Linked DNA regions of Mus musculus: region 1 is linked to region 2. A link is a contact called in public promoter capture Hi-C data. All regions are on one chromosome and are shown on one strand. Each heading gives the region's core, a stretch centred on a gene start, on an enhancer-like site or on the middle of the called end of the contact. The rest is flanking DNA. Distances are from core to core; before and after follow the strand shown. Region 1 holds the start of B3gnt8 (UDP-GlcNAc:betaGal beta-1,3-N-acetylglucosaminyltransferase 8). Region 2 holds the start of Cadm4 (cell adhesion molecule 4).

What was found. Promoter capture Hi-C pulls out the DNA fragments that hold promoters and counts their contacts.
Region 1: a promoter capture Hi-C map of embryonic stem cells shows a contact between it and region 2. The contact joins the promoter of B3gnt8 here to the promoter of Cadm4 in region 2. A contact is called at or near these places in 3 of 39 promoter capture datasets (cranial neural crest, embryonic stem cells and pre-B cells) and 1 of 115 datasets of contacts at active chromatin or transcription factors (large pre-B cells).

What each region holds. Positions count from the first base shown.
Region 1 is chr7:25,626,139-25,631,835 of GRCm38.p6, forward strand. B3gnt8 (UDP-GlcNAc:betaGal beta-1,3-N-acetylglucosaminyltransferase 8) reads left to right here and starts at 1,486. Exons shown (of 2, transcript NM_001036740.2): 1 at 1,486-1,584; 2 at 1,977-3,352. The coding sequence starts at 2,009. The coding sequence ends at 3,178. It overlaps Bckdha (branched chain ketoacid dehydrogenase E1, alpha polypeptide), which reads right to left. Exons shown (of 9, transcript NM_007533.5): 6 at 5,500-5,697; 7 at 5,204-5,345; 8 at 4,862-5,033; 9 at 3,714-4,295. The coding sequence ends at 4,125.
Region 2 is chr7:24,478,011-24,483,800 of GRCm38.p6, forward strand. It overlaps Cadm4 (cell adhesion molecule 4), which reads left to right and starts at 4,013. Exons shown (of 9, transcript NM_153112.3): 1 at 4,013-4,152. The coding sequence starts at 4,089.

The DNA of each region.
Region 1 (5,697 bases), core at 236-2,735, 1.1 Mb after region 2:
GCTATCTCTCCAGCCCCATGTGTCCATTATTCTTAAGATTCCAGAAAACAGATTTGTCTACACAGCAAGCTCCAGGACAGCCAGAGCTACATAGTGTGAAATTCCATCTCACATATATGCATACATACATGAATGTATAATACATACTCAAGAGTGTCCTGTATTGCTAACAAATCCATAAAACCTAGGACCAAAACCACTTGCTCCAGAGCTTGGAGAGAGAAGGGCCTGCTGGGCTCCAGCTGATAAGAACAAGATGCACAAGGCTACCAATACTAACCAGGGCTTTCTCCCTAGTTAGTTGGCTTCCTGGGAGACTGTAAGGCCCCAGGAGGCGGCTATCAGTCACAGAGCCTTCAGCGCCCTGAGGGAGAAGAGCCAGTAGCGCTGAGAGGTCTTGACGAGCCTCTCCCAAGGCCCTAGGCTAGGCTGGGCTTGGCTCGACCTGGCCCTTGGCTATCTTCCTCACCCTAGCCGTACTTATTCCATTAACATTCACCATTTCCTCCCCACTCTCTTCCTCCATCTGTTCCCACGGGCTCCATTATTCAAACTTGGAGGGAGGAAATCAGGGCTGGAAAGATAACAGACTCTGAGCGCTGGTACACTGAGTTCTTTTTATATCTGGACAGTTCTCCAAACCAGGTAGGCTGCAAAGGGTCAACCGGGGTGGGGTGCGGGCTTCCTCCCAACCTAGGCCCCTGGAGTTATGGGAAGGCCATACCTGCTGGCCTCCCCAGATTGCTGGCAAAGACTCAACAGCAGAGGCCCTAGAGCTGGGATGTAAACAGTCAAACACCCTCTTGCCCCAAGGGGTGGGGCATAAAGCCCAGAGCATCACAGGGCGGGCCTCTCCCAGCTGGATGGAGGTGGTAGGAAGGCTGGTGGCTCAGGCACTAGTTGGAGGAGGTGCAGGCCCCCAACTCGGGGGTTCTCAGTGCACCCCACTTCATTTCTTTCAACTGTGCTCGCATGCCCCGCCCCCGCCTCCCCGCTCACCCCGGTCCTCCCTTTCCTCTCTAGGTCCTCCTCCGACCGTTCCCTGGTTAGTCAGGCTCTGTTCTGACCTCTTCCACCTGTGCGTCTTTCTCCTGCCTCCCTCTTTCTCTGTTCTTCTAGTTAACGGCCAAGGTCTCCCAGGTTTTTTTTTTCTCCTCGATCCCTCCACCCACTCGCGGCCCCTGCAAACCCACACACCCCCACCCCACCCCGCTCGCAGCACAGTCACGACGCTTTCAGGCGGTGGCCTCGAACTAGCCCCTTGGCCTCTCTTCTCTTTGCTCGTTGGGACCTCCCTCACAGGTCCGCGGCTTTGGCCACCCCTAAACCTTTCCCCCGCCGTCTCACCAGAAAACCAGCCCTAACTCGCCAGGGCGCGTCTCCCTGTCTGCCTCCCCTTCCCAGCCCCGCCCCGGCTCCTCCCGGCCCCAAGGGCCCTCCTGCCTCCTCCCCGCCCGCCCGCCCGCCCCTCCAGACTTGCAGCGCGGGCTGGGCCGACAGCTTGAGGACGCACAGCTGCGAGGAGGGAGTCCGGGCAGGGCTTTACCCGAGGACCCCCAGAGCTGGCGGAAGCTGGACCCAGAGGTACCTGGGGCCCCAGGCCCTGGGGTGGGGTTACTGGAGGAGGTAGGTAGGCTTCCAAGAAGGTAAAAAGGAGTTTCCCCGGGAAGCTGGGACTCCTGAAGAGACAGAGGAATGAGGGAAGGGGAGTAGGAAGAGCCGTTGGAGCGATACTGCAAATAGATATAACACCATGACTGCAGAAAAGGAAAGAATGGGGGGTCGAGGGGAGGCGGTGTTCAGTCTAGGATAACGTTAAGTTGGGTACTGTAGTTCAGTCTGCCTAGGGTCAGAGTCTCAGAAGCCATTAACAGAACTGGGTAGGACCTAGGCTGCTTGCCTGGGCTTCGCTGGGCCGTCTTTGGAGATCCACCCTGCACCCTAAAGACTTCTGTGGCTCCTTGTGACTCTTGCAGCCCCACTGGTGGCCCTTTCCCTGGGCCGGGTCATGCGTTGCCGCAAGTGCCAGCTCTGCCTGTCAGCACTGCTCACACTCCTGGGCCTCAAAGTATACATCGAGTGGACATCCGAGTCCTGGCTTAAAAAGGCTGAACCCCGGGGCGCTCTGCCCAGTCCCACACCACCCAATGCTGAGCCCACTCTGCCCACCAACCTCTCAGCACGCCTGGGTCAGACTGGCCCACTGTCCTCTGCTTACTGGAACCAGCAGCAGCGGCAGCTGGGAGTCCTGCCCAGTACGGACTGTCAGACTTGGGGGACTGTTGCTGCCTCGGAGATCTTGGACTTCATCCTGTACCCCCAGGAGCTTCGGCGCTTCTTGCTGTCGGCGGCCTGTAGGAGCTTTCCACTATGGCTGCCTGCAGGAGAAGGCAGCCCTGTGGCCAGCTGCTCTGATAAGGATGTACCCTACTTGCTACTGGCTGTCAAATCAGAACCAGGACACTTTGCAGCACGGCAGGCTGTGAGGGAGACCTGGGGCAGCCCAGTTGCTGGGACCCGGTTGCTCTTCCTGCTGGGGTCCCCCCTAGGAATGGGGGGGCCTGACTTAAGATCACTGGTGACGTGGGAAAGCCGGCGCTATGGTGACCTACTGCTCTGGGACTTCCTGGATGTTCCCTACAACCGGACACTCAAGGACCTGCTGCTGCTGACCTGGCTGAGCCACCACTGCCCCGATGTCAATTTTGTCCTGCAGGTTCAGGATGATGCCTTTGTGCACATCCCAGCCCTACTGGAGCACCTGCAGACTCTGCCACCCACCTGGGCCCGCAGCCTCTACCTGGGTGAGATCTTCACCCAGGCCAAACCGCTCCGCAAGCCCGGAGGACCCTTCTATGTGCCGAAGACCTTCTTTGAAGGGGACTATCCAGCCTATGCGAGTGGAGGTGGCTATGTAATCTCAGGACGCCTGGCACCCTGGCTGCTGCAGGCGGCAGCTCGCGTGGCACCCTTCCCCTTTGATGATGTCTACACTGGCTTCTGCTTCCGTGCCCTGGGCTTAGCACCCCGTGCCCATCCAGGCTTCCTCACAGCCTGGCCAGCAGAACGTACCAGGGACCCCTGCGCCGTGCGAGGCCTGCTCTTGGTGCATCCAGTCAGCCCTCAGGACACCATTTGGCTCTGGAGACATCTGTGGGTCCCAGAGCTCCAGTGCTGACCGGCAGAGACAAGCTGGGGTGGGTGGGTGCTGACCTGGCCTGAGTCTCTCCTAGAGACAAGCTGGGGTGGGTGGGGCTGACCTGGCCTGAGTCTCTCCTAAACCCTTCTTAGCCAAGGTGGCAGACTGTGTTTATCTACTTTATGGTTTTGAAAAATGTGTCCTTCCTACTCCAAGGCCAGGAGCGATTTCTTCCATGGGACCCCTGCAGGGAAGGCAGATGCTGCTGCCCCTCTGCCCTCACCCAGCCTAGCCTGGCAGGTTCCAGGGGGCATCCTGGACACCTCATTGGACATCATGCATCTACCAGGTCATGGAGGGCTTTCTCTGGAGGGGCCACATACATGCCAAGGCTGCCCTCTAGCCTGGGAACATTTATAGAAGTAGGTATTTCCAAGTCTTTCTGCCTAAGAAGCCAGGATGTCCCCAAAGGCTGGTGTGGTGCTATATACGATATAGTCCCAGAACTAGAAGCTAAAGCAATATCATAAGTCCCAGTAAGTTACTGTGTAGATACACAAACACACAACAGCACTCCAAACCAAATCAGCCATGCTGGGCTCTCTCCTCCTCTCCACATACACACCCCAGCCCCCAAACTTGAGGAAACAGAGACGAAGGAAGCAGAGTCAAAGGCAGACCTGTGGTTTACTTACTCTGCCAATCAGCTATCTCTCTGGGCAAGCCCAGGGCCACCCTGCCCAGAGGGTCTTCCCTGGCCCTGGTCCCTTCCCACCCCTAAAAGGCACTGTAACAGGTGAAGGGAGTGAAGTAGCCGCAGCAATGGCTGCAAACATGGTGCCCCAGTGAAGTAGCCTGGGGGAGCAGGAACAGGAGCAAAAGTCACCCTGGAATGCCACCCTGGCTGCTCAGCATGTTCGCACAGCTGACTAGCACAGGGGGCAGCATCCACTCAGAGCAGGACCCCCTTGTGCTGGCTAGGGCCTCACTTGTCAAAGTGGTCCAGGGGGTAGTGCTCCCCGTAAGTCTGCAGGTGCCGTGCCAGCGACTCCTGCTGCCTGCGGAGCTGGGCGGGCATCTCCTGGTACACATCGGAGAAGAGGAGGCTTGGGTTCGGCTTTAGCTTCCGCTCAGCCTGCTCAAAGGCTTCCATGACCTGGGAGACATGAGGGAGTAAGTGGCTGTCCCCTTCATCCTGCCCTCTCCCAACCACAAGCCACGGTCCAGCCTCACCCCTCTGAGGCCTCAGACTGGTGTTAATGAACATTCCAGAGCCTAGCCTGCAGGGTCCTGGCCCTGCACTGTCAGCTCAGCTCTGCAATGGAGGGAACAGGAGTGGAGGGCAAGATGCAGAGAAAGGAAAGGATTCCTCAGGGCGACGGAGTCAGAGCTGAGCTAGTGACCACGGTGCAGTATGAGGCCAGAACAGGCCTGTTCTAAGTGCACAGAGGGTGACATTAGCTCTAGCCCAGGTAGGACATACCACTTTACATGGACTGAGTTATGAAGTAGATACCCCAGGAACATGACTAGCCCTGGGTTCCACTGTGAAGAGTCACTGAGGCCATATGGTCCAGGTGGCTTGGCTCTATGAGCCACGCATGAGGACAAGGCTTGCCTGGGTCAGTGTGAATATACCCAGGTCCTCTATTCCTGTTCTCCCAGAGTTCTCGCTGTGCAGAGCCATCGGGAGCACACCCTGGGGCTCCAATGGGCCCTCACCTTCTTTCGTGACTGCTTCCGCCAGGCCTTCTCCTGTTCCTCATCCCACCAACCCTGGTTCAGCAGGTACTGCCTCAGCCTCGAGATTGGGTGGTCCTGCTTGTCCCAGTAATTGACCTCGTCCACCGAACGGTACGCTGAGCTGTCGTCACTGGTGCTGTGGTGGCCAATCCTGCTCAGGGGAGGATTGTGGATCAGCCGGGGGCGGGGTGTCAGAAAAGGACACAGGAGTGATGTGGCACAAGGAAGGGAGTGCACATGGGGTGACCAGGCCACACGTGGGGGGGTGCTGACAGAGCTTGTCAGACCTGTGAGCTGCAGGGGTGGAAGGGAGACAGGCACCTGTAGGTCATGGCCTCAATGAGGAAGGGCTGGTTCTCAGCCACAGCCCGCCGTCGGGCCTCCTTAGTGGCATTGTACACAGCAAACACATCGTTGCCGTCCACACGGATTGACATGATGCCGTACCCAGGGCCCCGAGCCGCTGCAGGACAGAGAGGATGCCAGTCAGGCCTCAGGGAGAAGAAAGGGGAAGAGGAGAGTGAAGGGTGTGCTCTGCTCATTGCCCCCTGTGCCCTTACTGTCAGACACCATCAGGGAGAGAACAGGAAGGAGGGCAGCAAGAGAAAGGCCCTTACCTATGCCATCCCCACGGTACTGCTCAGAGGTTGGTGTGGAGATGGCATAGCCATTGTTCCGGCAGAAGAAGATGATGGGACACTCCAGGGTGGCAGCGAAATTGAAACCGGCGTGGGCATCCCCTTCACTGGCTGCCCCCTCGCCAAAGTAACAGATCACAATCCGGTTGGCATTGGCCCGCTTGGCAGCATAGGCTG
Region 2 (5,790 bases), core at 2,763-5,262:
CAGCTGCAGAGCCAGGATTCAAACATATGAACCTAAGGGGGCTGTGCTCACCCAAACCTCCACCGGAACCATAGATGCTGGTTTAGGATACAAATCCCAGGGCCCAAGAACTGGAGGCAGGATCTGGAATTTGAGGCTACAAAGTGAGACCCTTTGTGTGTTGAGACAGGGAGGAGGAGGAGGAGGAGGAGGAGGAGAAAGAGGAGAGGGTTAGGCTAAGAGTTCCTGATATGCAATGCTGAGGACCAGAGTTGAGATCCTAGCCTGCATGTAACAAGCCAGGCATGGAGCAAATGCCTATAACTCCAGCTCCAAGGGACCGGATGTCCTCCTCTGGCTTCCATGTACCAGAACACACACATGCACACACACACACACCTCACATGAGACAGAGAGGGAGAGAGAGAGAGAGAGAGAGAGAGAGAGAGAGAGAGAGAGAGAGAGAGAGAAGAAAAAAAATGCACACAATCCCAACCCACCCTGTCACTTTGGCATAACCTGGCCATTTGTCTATGCTGAGCACCGATGGTTCCCCTCATCTTAATAGATGGCTGGCAGACAGCCCTAGGGCTAGAATTACTAGTGAGGCCAGACACCGGGAAGAAAAGGATGGTTGAACAAAGAAGTCTACTGAAGAAACTCAAGGGAGAGCCCTTGGCCTCACTGAAACGGGGTGGGGTGGGGTATGTGGAGGCTACACTGGCCCTAAACTATGTCACAGGAGCTGACCTTGAATTCCTGAGCACAGAGATTTATAGGTGTGTGCCACCATGCCTGGTTTCTGTGGTGCTGGGGATCACACTGGGGTACACACTGCACCCCCTGAGCCTTGGCTACAGCCCACTGGAATCATCGCTCTTTCACCAGCTGAATTAGTTGAAGTAGGTTTCTGTGTCGCTTGCACCAAAAATCCTACGAAGAGAGGGCCTTGAAGGAATGGGACCCCTATCTACTAGTGACCTGCCCTCCCTCGGCAGATGCAGAGAGGACAGATGAGAACCAGTCTCTCCCAAGGTGCCCAAAGCTGGGAAAGAAGACATGAGAGACAGATGGATGGAGGCCCACCTGCTTGCCTAAGTAAAAGGTCATCAGGAGTAACTATGAGTCACTCCCCTGTAGTGGTGTGGGTCTAGCTTGGATGCATGCCAACAAGTTCTGTGTTGAAAGTGCATCCTGTGCTAAGGAGATAGATCAGTCAGTGAAGTGCTCAGTGTGCGAGCATGAGGACCTGTGTTCGATTCCCAGAACCTATGGGAAATGTAGTCAAGACATGGCGGCATGTGCTGGAAACCCCAGGATCTGGGAGACACAGACAGGGGGAACCCTGGGGCTTGTTGGCCAGGCAGTCAAGTCAGTCGGTGAGTATCAGGTAAGTGAAAGAACTTGTCTCAAAGGGGGAAAACAGGAGACACTGTTAGGAAAAGTATTGGCTCAGGACACTCCAAGATCAAGTTCTCAGCACAAAGGAGGTTTATTTGCCCCAGAGGGACAGAGGGCAGGGAATCAGGAGACAACAAAGACAGGAGATGGGGGGTGATGGAGAAGGGGAAGGGAACAAGGCAGAGAGAGGAGGGGTGTTTCTCCCAGAGTGGGACAAAGGACTGCCTCTGTATAGAGAGGAGACAGGCATGGCCCATAGGCAAACAGTAGTCTTTAAGGGGGAAACCCGTGTTAGGATGAGGTGTTTAATTTTAATTGGTCATGTTAATTAGGTGAGCCAAGGGGGGCTTTTGATTGCTGGACCCTGGTGGTCTCAGAAGGAGGAAGGATCCAAATGAGGAAACAGACCCTGGGGGCTGGGCATGGGAGGGAAGGGCAAGACCTCAGAGCCATGCTGGCCATGCATGAGCTGGCCAGGGTCCCTTCAGACACACCTGAAGAGAAGTGACACCTAAGGTGATCCTCCAGCTGGCACATGCAGGTGCACACACACAGAAATACACATTCACACAGAAACGCATACATACACACACAGGCACACACACACACATTCGCACCTTAGCCTACAGATATACACACCTAGAAAGACACAAACACACACATCCACAAAGAAACACACAGACATGCACACACACAGAAAGACACAAACACAGAAAGATACACACACACACACACACACACACACACACACACACACACGAACATTAATCCCTTTGTAAGCCACTAAAAGGATGGACACTTAATCCAACTACGATGCTTAGATGCTCAGAGGTGGGGCCTCTGGGGCTGCATCAGTGAAGTCATCCGGGTGGATCCCTCATGATTGAACACTGGCAGCTGGGTGAGCAGAGACCAGGAGACACACGTGTGCTTTCTGTCTCCCGCCACGTGACACCCTGAGGACTCTCAACAAAAAGGCCCTCGGCAGATGCAGTTCCCGAGAGCTTGCCAAAGTAAAGCTTCCTTCAGAACTCATCCAATCTCTGTCACCAAGTTACTGGCAACAAAAAACCGGTTAATAGACCCTGAACAAGTATTCCCGAAACAGTCTCTCACCTCGCTCGCATCACAGAGATGAGCGGCTTTGTACTCCGTCCCCTAATCTACGTGGTGAGCCGAGAATTGGGAAGAAATGCAGCTGCTCACAGCTGTGGGTGGATATGGAGCTACGGTAGAGAACAGAGAGGCTGCTGGGAGCCTTGGTCCTTGAAACAAGATGCTAGGAGTTTTGGTCCTGACATAAGAGTTGATGAATTTGGGACTAAAGACAGAGAGGATGCTGGGAGCTAGGCACTGGACAGGAAGTGTGTCATGTGATGATGACCCTTGGTTGACCTGGATATACAACAGTTTAGAAGTGATGGAGAGAAAATAAAAAGCCGAGCTTTTCAGAATGGGCATATGTTGACCCAGTTTACCTGCTGTCCCTGAGTCCTGTGAGAGGCAGAGGCCACCAGCACCTCACTTTCTTCCTCTTCTTGGTCCTATGAGTCATAAGCCTGCTCCAGGCCTTCAGGTGGCCACAGGGGTGGGTTCAGGGGAACCCACACCCAAGAAGAAAAAAGAGAGCAAAGTTTGGAGGGATGAGTCAGCCCCCCAGGATGAGGAACAGAACCTGAAAGGCAGAGTCACACAGACAGACTTGACTGGACAGTGTGGGAAAGAGTACAGCGTCTGGATGCCATACCTGGAAGATTGCCCCAGGCAGGGGCTTCGCTCTCCCCAGGGCCTAGGGTTAAGACTTCCTTCCAGTCTGGTTAGCTTTCTGGAGGCCCCTCCCAGGGAAAGAAGACTGAAACTTGGCGAGTCATGGTCAGGACTAGAGGGAGGGAGCGGACACTATTCTATGCCCTGCCCAAAGAAGTCCATACCTGCTCAGCCACCCGCTGCTGCCCAGCCTCTCAGTCTTTCCCTGCCCACATTCACTGTGGCATCATCACACTCCTCTCCCCCAAAGCTCACACTCACAGCACACGCCAGCACCCCGCACCTTCGCGCGCTTCCGAGCATCGCCCTCTCGCGCATCTCCCAAGCATCTCCCACGCACCCCCTATGGGTTTCCCAAGCAGCTTCTGCACAACCCCCGTGCATCTTCCCCGCATCTCCCGTGTGTCTTCTATACATTCCCCCGTGCATCTCCCGCGCCTCTCCCACGCATCTCTCGTGCATCTTCCGCGCACACTCCGGTGCATCTCCTGCGCATCTTCCCCGTGTCTCCCGTGCAGCGTCCTCTAGGGAGCTCCGCTAGTCCAGGCTACGCCTGCGCGCACACGCACGCACACCTTTGCACCTTCACACGACCCTCACGACCTTCCGCTCTCCCAAGTCCTCCCCCACTGGCTCCCACGACGCCGTCACGCTCACGCCCTGCCCTCGCGCCCGGGTCCGCATGCTGTCCTGCTCTCCCACCCCCGTGCGCGCCCTTCCGCGCTCCCGTCCTCCCTCTCCCCGCATTGTCTGGGCCCCTCTGTCCCCGTCCGGTCCCCGCCCCTTAGCTGACGCCACGCCCACCAAGGCGCGCAGTGGGCGGAGCAGAGGGCGGGACTGGACTCGGGGGCGGGGTCGACGGCGCGGGAGGTGCAGGTGCCGGGCCGGGAGCGAGCGGCGGCGGCGGTGGCGGCGGCGGTGGCGGCGGCGGCGGCGGCACCATGGGCCGGGCCCGGCGCTTCCAGTGGCCGCTGCTGCTGCTGTGGGCGGCCGCGGCGGGGCCAGGTAGGGTGACGGAGGTGGGGGCCGGGTCGGTGGGCTGGATCGGGGTGACGAGGGAGGTGTGCGTATTGCGGTCGGGTTGGGGAGGGGGTCTCGTCGCTGTGACAGCTGGGTCGCCTGGGGGCCTGCAGAGGCCGGAACAATGCGCTGCGTGGGGGGGGGGGGCTGCGGGAGACCCTCGTCCCCGGGACAAAGCGCAGCGCGGGCCAGGAGCCCAGAGCCGCGGGCAGGGGAGGGGGGACGCGGGCCCCGGCCGCCGTGCCGCAGCCCCCCCACCCCGCACAGGCCCCGATCCCGCGGGGACAAAGGGCCCGAGACCCTCCCTCCCCCTATGTCCCCAAGCCCTCCTTCTCCAGGCCGGTCCCACTGTCCTTCGGTCCTAGTCTTTAGATCTCTCTCTCTCTCTCTCTCTCTCTCTCTCTCTCTCATTTTCCCCCAGCCCTTGTCCTCTGTCCCTCAGTCTTCAAGTCCTGTCCTTCCTTCCCTCTGTCCTCCTTTCTCCTTGTTTCCCCCTTCCCGTTTCTCCACGCCGCCTTTGTCCCCCACCTCTGTCCCTTTTTCCTGGGTCACTCTGCCTGCCCCCCATCCTCTATTCACTCTGCCGCCTCCTGTGCTGCTGTCGTCCCTCTATGTCCCCATTCACCATCTCTCTCCCCGTCTCCTTGACATCCTGTATCTCTTCCCTTCTCTGTCCCCTATCATTCTCCCATTTCTCTAGCAGCCTCTGTTGCCTAGCTGCCTCCTTTCTCCTCTCTACCCCACTGTCTCCCTCTCCCCCAAATCTGCTTCCTCTCTCCATGCATCCTCCATCCTCCTTTTCCCATCTCTGTATCCCTCCTCGCTCCTGGAGAAGAGTGGTGTCAGGCAGGGCAGTGACAGTATAGATGTGTGAAGTGGCATATAGGGAACATTGGCATGTGAGCACACACGTGGATTCCACAAATGTCTCCCCCAAACCCTCCCACCCGTTCACACATCCAAGCCACACTTCACAGAAGAGCCCCCTCCAGGACATCCACATGTCTTTCTCACTCACTATGGGAATCTGGAGGACCCCCCAGCCCCCACCCAAGACACGGTGACCCTGAGGCTGGGGACAAGGTCAGGAAATGTCACCTGAATGCTCACACTTAGAACCCTGTGTTTCTTATATCCACCATGGGACACTCCCCTGCGGTGGGTCAAGTTACTTTGCCCAGGAATCCATCATGGGGAGGCTGCTGGTGAGCAAAGGCAGGGCTGAGGTCTCCTATAGGGAGTTGAGAATTGGGACCAGGTGGCCCAGCCCTCTTTCCTGGCTCCAGTTCTATCCAGTGAGAGTGTTGAACCGGATCCATGTCTGACAATGTGAGGGAGCTTCTAAGTTGAGTGCTGCCACACCTGCCACCCCAAGCAAGGGTTGCCGCTGAGGACAAGGCTGGGGGCAAAGCCGACCTTAGAAGTTCTGCCTTTCTTCTGCAGACTTCTGTAGTTGCTTCCTAACTTTCATCAGACCCTCCTTTGCGACGAGCATGCCCCAATTTCCCAGGTGTGAGCTTGGGACTCTGGGTACATTTCCATCTGTTTTTTTCTTTCTTTCTTCTTATGCATTAAAACCAGGCTCTTGGGATCCTGCGATCAGTGAGTCCAGTAAACATAGAG